Regions from separate parts of the Mus musculus genome. Here region 1 is linked to region 2. Evidence: chromatin contacts called from public HiChIP or PLAC-seq data. All regions are on one chromosome and are shown on one strand. The core of a region is the stretch at or near the end of the contact, and the rest is flanking DNA. Distances in the headings are between cores, read along the strand shown. Region 1 has its middle 69 kb from the start of Sox13. Region 2 overlaps Sox13 (SRY (sex determining region Y)-box 13).

The links. HiChIP or PLAC-seq counts read pairs in DNA pulled down with a chosen protein or histone mark.
Region 1: a contact with region 2 is called in an HNF4G HiChIP or PLAC-seq map of pancreatic cancer cells. The contact joins two enhancer-like sites. A contact is called at or near these places in 5 of 39 promoter capture datasets (cranial neural crest, embryonic stem cells, frontonasal cranial neural crest and 1 more), 1 of 15 datasets of contacts at CTCF or cohesin (embryonic stem cells), 21 of 484 Hi-C or Micro-C datasets (the AML12 cell line, cerebral cortex, cortical glia and 8 more), 21 of 115 datasets of contacts at active chromatin or transcription factors (cardiomyocytes, embryonic hindbrain, embryonic midbrain and 8 more) and 1 of 9 other capture datasets (adipose tissue).

What each region holds. Positions count from the first base shown.
Region 1 is chr1:133,491,729-133,494,642 of GRCm38.p6, forward strand. No RefSeq gene overlaps it. Among named protein-coding and RNA genes, the nearest start is that of Sox13, 69 kb to the left of the region's middle. RefSeq lists an enhancer at 141-2,333. Within about 2 kb of position 1,398, at least 188 of the 459 cell types and tissues checked have an H3K27ac peak or open chromatin away from gene starts, as enhancers often do. A contact at or near this core is called in adipose tissue and pancreatic cancer cells, where this site is marked.
Region 2 is chr1:133,399,326-133,402,375 of GRCm38.p6, forward strand. The region is part of intron 1 of Sox13 (SRY (sex determining region Y)-box 13); the gene reads right to left. Among named protein-coding and RNA genes, the nearest start is that of Sox13, 23 kb to the right of the region's middle. Within about 2 kb of position 1,271, at least 30 of the 459 cell types and tissues checked have an H3K27ac peak or open chromatin away from gene starts, as enhancers often do. A contact at or near this core is called in adipose tissue and pancreatic cancer cells, where this site is marked.

The sequences.
Region 1 (2,914 bases), core at 148-2,647, 93 kb after region 2:
CTGCATTAAAGCCCACAGTGAAGCCATACATAATGAATCCCAAGAGACTTGTGTCACTCTCTTCATTGGCAGAGTAGCCATGAGAAAGGAGCGCCTGGGTCAGAATTCCAGGTCAGAGTTTCTGACCACAGAGAGGCTAACACAGTGGGATGTGACTTGGGCAGTCTTGAGCAAAGTCTGGCTGGTCTAGGAGGGGCCAGTATCCTACAACCATGCTTTCCTAAGACTAGAGTTGACTTTGCTGACCCCTTAGGTTTGCTATGGTGTAGCTGGGAAGAGAGGTTGGGAGCTCACAAGGCTAAGGGACAGAAGGGAAGGAAGCTGTGGGTGGGGATCACCGACAGGAGGAGGCAGCAGAGTGGCAGGGTGGGACCCCTTTCTGCTGAAGAGCCAGCAACAGTGAGGCCAAGAATGCCAAGTGGGTCTCTTTAAGGGTTCACTACTTTAGGTAATTGGGTTTCCCAAGTTCTACTTGCCCAGCCCTAATCTCCCACTCTCCATTGTCTTCCACTCTCCGTGGCCCTGGGCAGTCGGAGGGCAGGCGGAAGTGCTGCAAGAGACCCTCTTGGCTTGCTGCCTGGGTCTTCTCCAGCACACACACACACACACACACACACACAAAGCACACAGCCCCGATGGGGCCAGTGCCTTGGGCTTGCAGTGCCTTGGAGCTGGTAGGGCTGGAACTGGGGGAGGAGGAGGGAAGGAAGGAGAGAATCAAACAGAAACCTTCTCATCTTTCTATCAGCAGCCATGCAAGGAATATTGTTCAGCATGGCACAAAAGCGGCACTGAAAATAGCTGCAGCCAGAGCGGGGCTGCCAACCACTGCCTGAGATAACGTCTACTTGGAGACACTGGTGTCTTTGTGGGGCTGTCAGTGTCCCTATTGTTCCCAGAGCCTATTGCCTGGGGAATATTGTTCCCAGCTTTTGTCTCCCTGGTTCACTTTTGTTTGCCTTTACTTACCGTTTCATTCCGCGCCCCTTTGTGCCTCCCATTCCCTCCTTTGTCTGCCCTCTCTAAGCTGCCTGGGGCTGTGGATTGGTGCCCAGGGAGACAATAGGCCCGGCCCCCTCCCAGCCTGCAACCCCACCCCAGCCCAGCTCCTTTCTGCCTCTGTCTCTCCCTAGGGCACCCGAGATGTTCCAAAGGCGAGGCCTCCAGGGAGGGTGGGGTCCAGGCAGCCCACCCCCTACTGGGAACAGAAAGAACCACTCATGGGATATTCGGTTCCAGGGAAAGTCTGAAATGCCTGGCGGGGGCCCTCTCCCAGGATCGCCTATTTTCTTTTTCAAACAAAATAGGTTTTCAGAGCAGCGAAAGGAATAGAGCTCCCCCGCGCTCTTCCTCAGCCCGCTTTCAAGCGCCCCTTTCTGGCGACCAGGGCGCTCGTTTTTCTTGTGCCAGTCGCCCTGATCAAAGCCACTTGTGTTTATTTGCACATTGGAATCCTCCGGCCTCCTGTGACCCGACCCCGCAAGGCGAGCCGTAGGGAAGGGGCCGGGTCCCCCCAGGGTCAGAGGAGCTGGACTGGACGTTGAGTTGGGGGTGGGCAAGAGCAGAATAGCCCCTGGGACGAAGGGGATTTAGTAGGCAGCGGGGGCCACTTTAAGCCTGCGGGAGGCACGGCAGGTGTCCAGCTACAGCCCTGAGACTCAGAGGTTCAGCTAGAAGAAGAAAGGCTGCAGGCTGTGCCCCTAAGTGTGGGACCCTGCGCTCTGGCCAATGCTTTAACAGGAGACCAGCCAGGACTAGAGCCAGCCCCGCAGCCGGAGGCGACTCCGCCCTTTCATTGTTCCTGTCCCAAGGACAATGGGCAAAGCCTCTGGAGAGTCTTTGTTTCAGGAGATGGAAATTGGGTAGGGGATTTCCGGAAAGTCTGACTGGAAGCTAAGCTTGGCTGCTCAGAGCTCGGGGAGGAAGGGGAACAGGAAGGGGAGGGTGCAGTCTGGGGTTAGGGGAAGCTACTAGGAGAGGCCCAGAGGACAGCCAGGTCCTCTCAAATCCCAGACTGCTTTTGATTCCTGCTTTGTCCTGTGCCTACCTCACTTCGCCAGCCATGACTGGCAGGATTCTTAGACTCCAGCAAAAAAGAAGCCCGAAGTACCCGTGCCTACTTTGAAGGCAGGGGTGGAGTGGAATCTGGGTTGTAACCTTGGTGGCCAGTAAGAGTCCCAGTCGAACCAGGGAGGGCATGGTGGCTGGACTCTCCCTTGGCACTTCCAGGAGAGCCGTATACAAAAGTTTATACAGGAAACCCTAAAGCAGGGGGACATGGGAAGGATACAGGGACACATCAGAGGTCTTAAGTCCATTTCTGGGCCCTTCATCAGCTTCCCCACCCCACAACTCAAAATGGTGTGTGTCTTCAGACATGTGGGTGTGACACCCCCTGCCCAATCTGGCCTGTGTGTGAAACTACTGGGCATATACCCTTTGTCCCCTGCCCACACATCAGTGAAACCGGAGTTCCTCAGGGACAGACCCATTGTCCATAGGGCTCACTACAGGTGACCAGTGCTAGGACTCCATAGTCCAGGAAATGAAGAGTTGAGTTAACTGACAATCACTCCTGCCAAGTCTTCAATGGCATTTCAAGTTTGACATAGTCAATGATTTTGATGTTTAGTGTTTTATCCATTTTACAGCTACTGATTTGATCTCTGGAAATAGCCACTGGCCAAGAAAATCAAAGCATCTAACTAGAACAAAGTTGAGAAGTGGGAAGTGAGCTGGTAGTGGAGGCCACAGCGGGTCGGAAGCTCTGTTGTAAGGCAACATCTGGGGTGGGGAGCATGGCTCAGAGGTGGAAAGTAGTCCAGTGTGCACAAAGCTCTGGGCTCGGTCCCCAGCAGCGAATAAACCCTGGAAGCACACATCTATCATCCCAACACTTGGGAGGTAGAAGGAG
Region 2 (3,050 bases), core at 21-2,520:
GAGCTCATTCCTCCTTCTTTCTCCCCTGCTGGGACAAGCGCTTTCTTATAGACCTGATAGGAGCCTCCCTGAAGCCCCTTCTTCTCCAGGGGCTAAAGACCCTATCAATCTCCTTAATAACGCCTTCCTTGCAAAACGCATGCCATGCCTTCTCAGGGGATTTCCCTCTTTCCAGATTCCCCAAACCCAAAGCCCTCAGTGCACAGGAGACAACTATGGGATCCCCCAGTTCTACCCTATTCTGTAACCCCAAGTCCTAGCCAGGAGCCATCAATCAGATACCGCTCATCAGCACCCAGCTCAGTGGAAGTTCTCCTGTGTTATCTGTGGCCCTCCCTCCTGTCCAGCATCCCAGTTTTTAGATAAATGGAGATAGCGAGGCCTAGAGAAGTCAAGTGTGTGTGCTCCTTGGGATAGCCCTACTTCAGAACTACAGTCAGAGGCCTTCCACCAACAAGGAGGTTGAACAGTAAGCGCCTCCTCTACCTTCCTTCTCTCCTAGGAAGCCCACCTCGCAGGTCTCCCACTCCTTCCTCTTTAACTTTATCTCACTAAGCATCCTCAAAGGGTGCCATCCCTTCACAGGAGGGGGCTTCAGCCATCTTCTCCCTTGAGTTTCTGAACTGCTGCCTGGGACTTTGAATCCAGTGTCTGGATAAAGGGGTGGAGAAGCCCCTCCAAGGATGAGGAGGGGCAGAGTGCCACCTTTTTGCCCCCCCATTCTCCCCACAAGCCGGTTTCCCCACTCCAACTCCCACTCTCTGCCAACCCCCTTCTGCCCCAAACAAGCCACCAGCCACTTCCTTTTCTAATCACCCAGCCACAGACCCAGGTGAATGGGGATCAAAGAAAAGTCTTCACTCTCAGCCCTTCCTCCCTCCAGATGCACAGTTCCCGTTCCCTCCGCACAAGATGCAGAGAGAGGTTCAAGTTATCGTCGACTGACTGTGACTCAGACCCAGGGCACAGGAAGACATATGCAACAGGCAGGCAGACCCTCAGAGAGAGGGCCACTTGGGCACAGCAAACCTCCATGGCTGCCCTCCCCGCCCCCTGCTTGTCAAGAGTGGCTGGTGCCAAGGGCATCGTCAGGGAAAGAGATCCATGTAACATGGGTGGGGCAGGCCCTGGTCCCAAAGGGAATGTCACTTCCTCTGAAACCCCAGAGAGTTGAGAGCCTCGGGCTGCCCTGAACAATGGTCCCAAGGCGTGGGTGCCCAGAATGGTGCCCCGTGCCACATCCTGCCATTCTTCCCACAGGCCGCACCCTGCCACCCTTCCTGACTCCACCCGATCCTATCTCTGTGTTTACTCAGGGCTGGGAGCTGGGCAGGCTGCAGGCTGAGGGCAACCCTTTCCTGATGGTCCCCGTGCCCCTTGCAGCAGACCTATGGTGGATGAGGTCCAGCTGTGGCTGTTTTAAGTCTCTCAGCTGGCTATGAACAGACAATACTCCAGCCCCAGGACTGATGGATCCCACTGGCTGGCCAAGTGGTATCTATCCACATCGGCAGATGGAGGCTCAGTGAAACTCTAGCCCCTGCCCAGAGCCTGAGAAAGGTGGTGGCCACCCAGCAAGTGCCTCTAGCTCAGAACCCAACTCAGCACTGGGCTTTCTGAGGGATACAAGTCCCATAGAGTGGAGAGCAGTGGCCTGGAAGAGTCAGTACTTGAGGTGGTTCCCCCAACCGCCACATGGTCTTCCAGCAACAGAAAGGCGCCAAAGCATTGTCAATCAATACAAAGTTAGACCCAAGAGAGAGGTGCTGCTGGGGCTGATACTGTGATGCATCCGTCCCCAAGAGATCTTCTCTGAAGAGCTGACGGTATGTATCTTCAGGTGTGCGTCATTCCAACAGAACCAAGAATTTGACTGGGCCATTCTTGTCTCCCAGGAAGGGAAGAATTCTAGGCTGTTGCAGCAGGGACTGGTCAACCTTATCACAAGTTCACCAGGAACAGGCCTGGGTATTAGCCAAAGGAAGGAGAAACAAAATGTGAGCAGTCAAGCTGGAGAGATGGCTCAGAGGCTAAGAGCACTGACTATTCTTCCCAACGTCCTGAGTTCAATTCCCAGCAACCACATGGTCACTCACAACCATCTGTAATGGGTTCTAATGCCCTCTCTGGTGTGTCTGAAGACAGCAACAGTATATTCATATAAATATAAAATCTTTTTTTTAAAATGTGAGCAGTCACAGTATACCTTTACTTGGCCACAAGCACTACAGGATGCTGCAATCTCTTTCTTAAAAGAACACTACAGAAGCCAGAGTCTGGGACATCCTATCTGGCAAAGGAGGGATGTCTGAAGTCACTCATTAACACCAAGCCTACATCTTACATCCTCTGGTTGGTGCCCACTCATTCTCCCACTACCCCTATGTTTTAACCCAATAAAGACAAACTGACCACTATGTTCCAGGTTCACAAGGTCGGTCTTGATAAGTTCTGGGTAAGGAAAAGGTGATCAAAAGAAACCAAGGCTGGGGCTGGAAAGATGGCTTAGTGGTTAAGAGCACTGCTGCTCTTCCAAAGGACCTAGGTCCAATTCCCAGCACCCATATGGCAGCTCACAACTGTCTGTAACTCCAGTTCCAAAGGATCTGACACGCTAACACCAATGCACATAAAATGAAATAAGTCATGAAAGAACAAAAGAACAAAGGAAAGAAAGAGAGAGAGAGAGAGAGAGAGAGAGAGAGAGAAAGAAAGAAGCCAAGACACTTGGATGGTTAGTGACATGTACCTTTAATCCCAGCACTCAGGAAGCAGAGGCAGGGGGATCTCCATGAGTTCAAGGATAACCTGGTCAACAGAGCAAGTTCCTGGACAGCCAAGGCTGCTTAAACTCTCTTCAAGGAGGAGGAGGAAGAGGAGGAGGGGGGAGGGGAAAGGAACTTGGAGGGAAGACTATTTCTCAAAACCCCAGTTTCAATCAGACAGTATTAACAGAACACTTTGGAGGCGGAGCTGAAGGATTAGAAGTTCCAGGCTACCCTGGGCTACCCGAAATCCCTTTTTAAAACAACAAAAACCCCTCTGCTTCT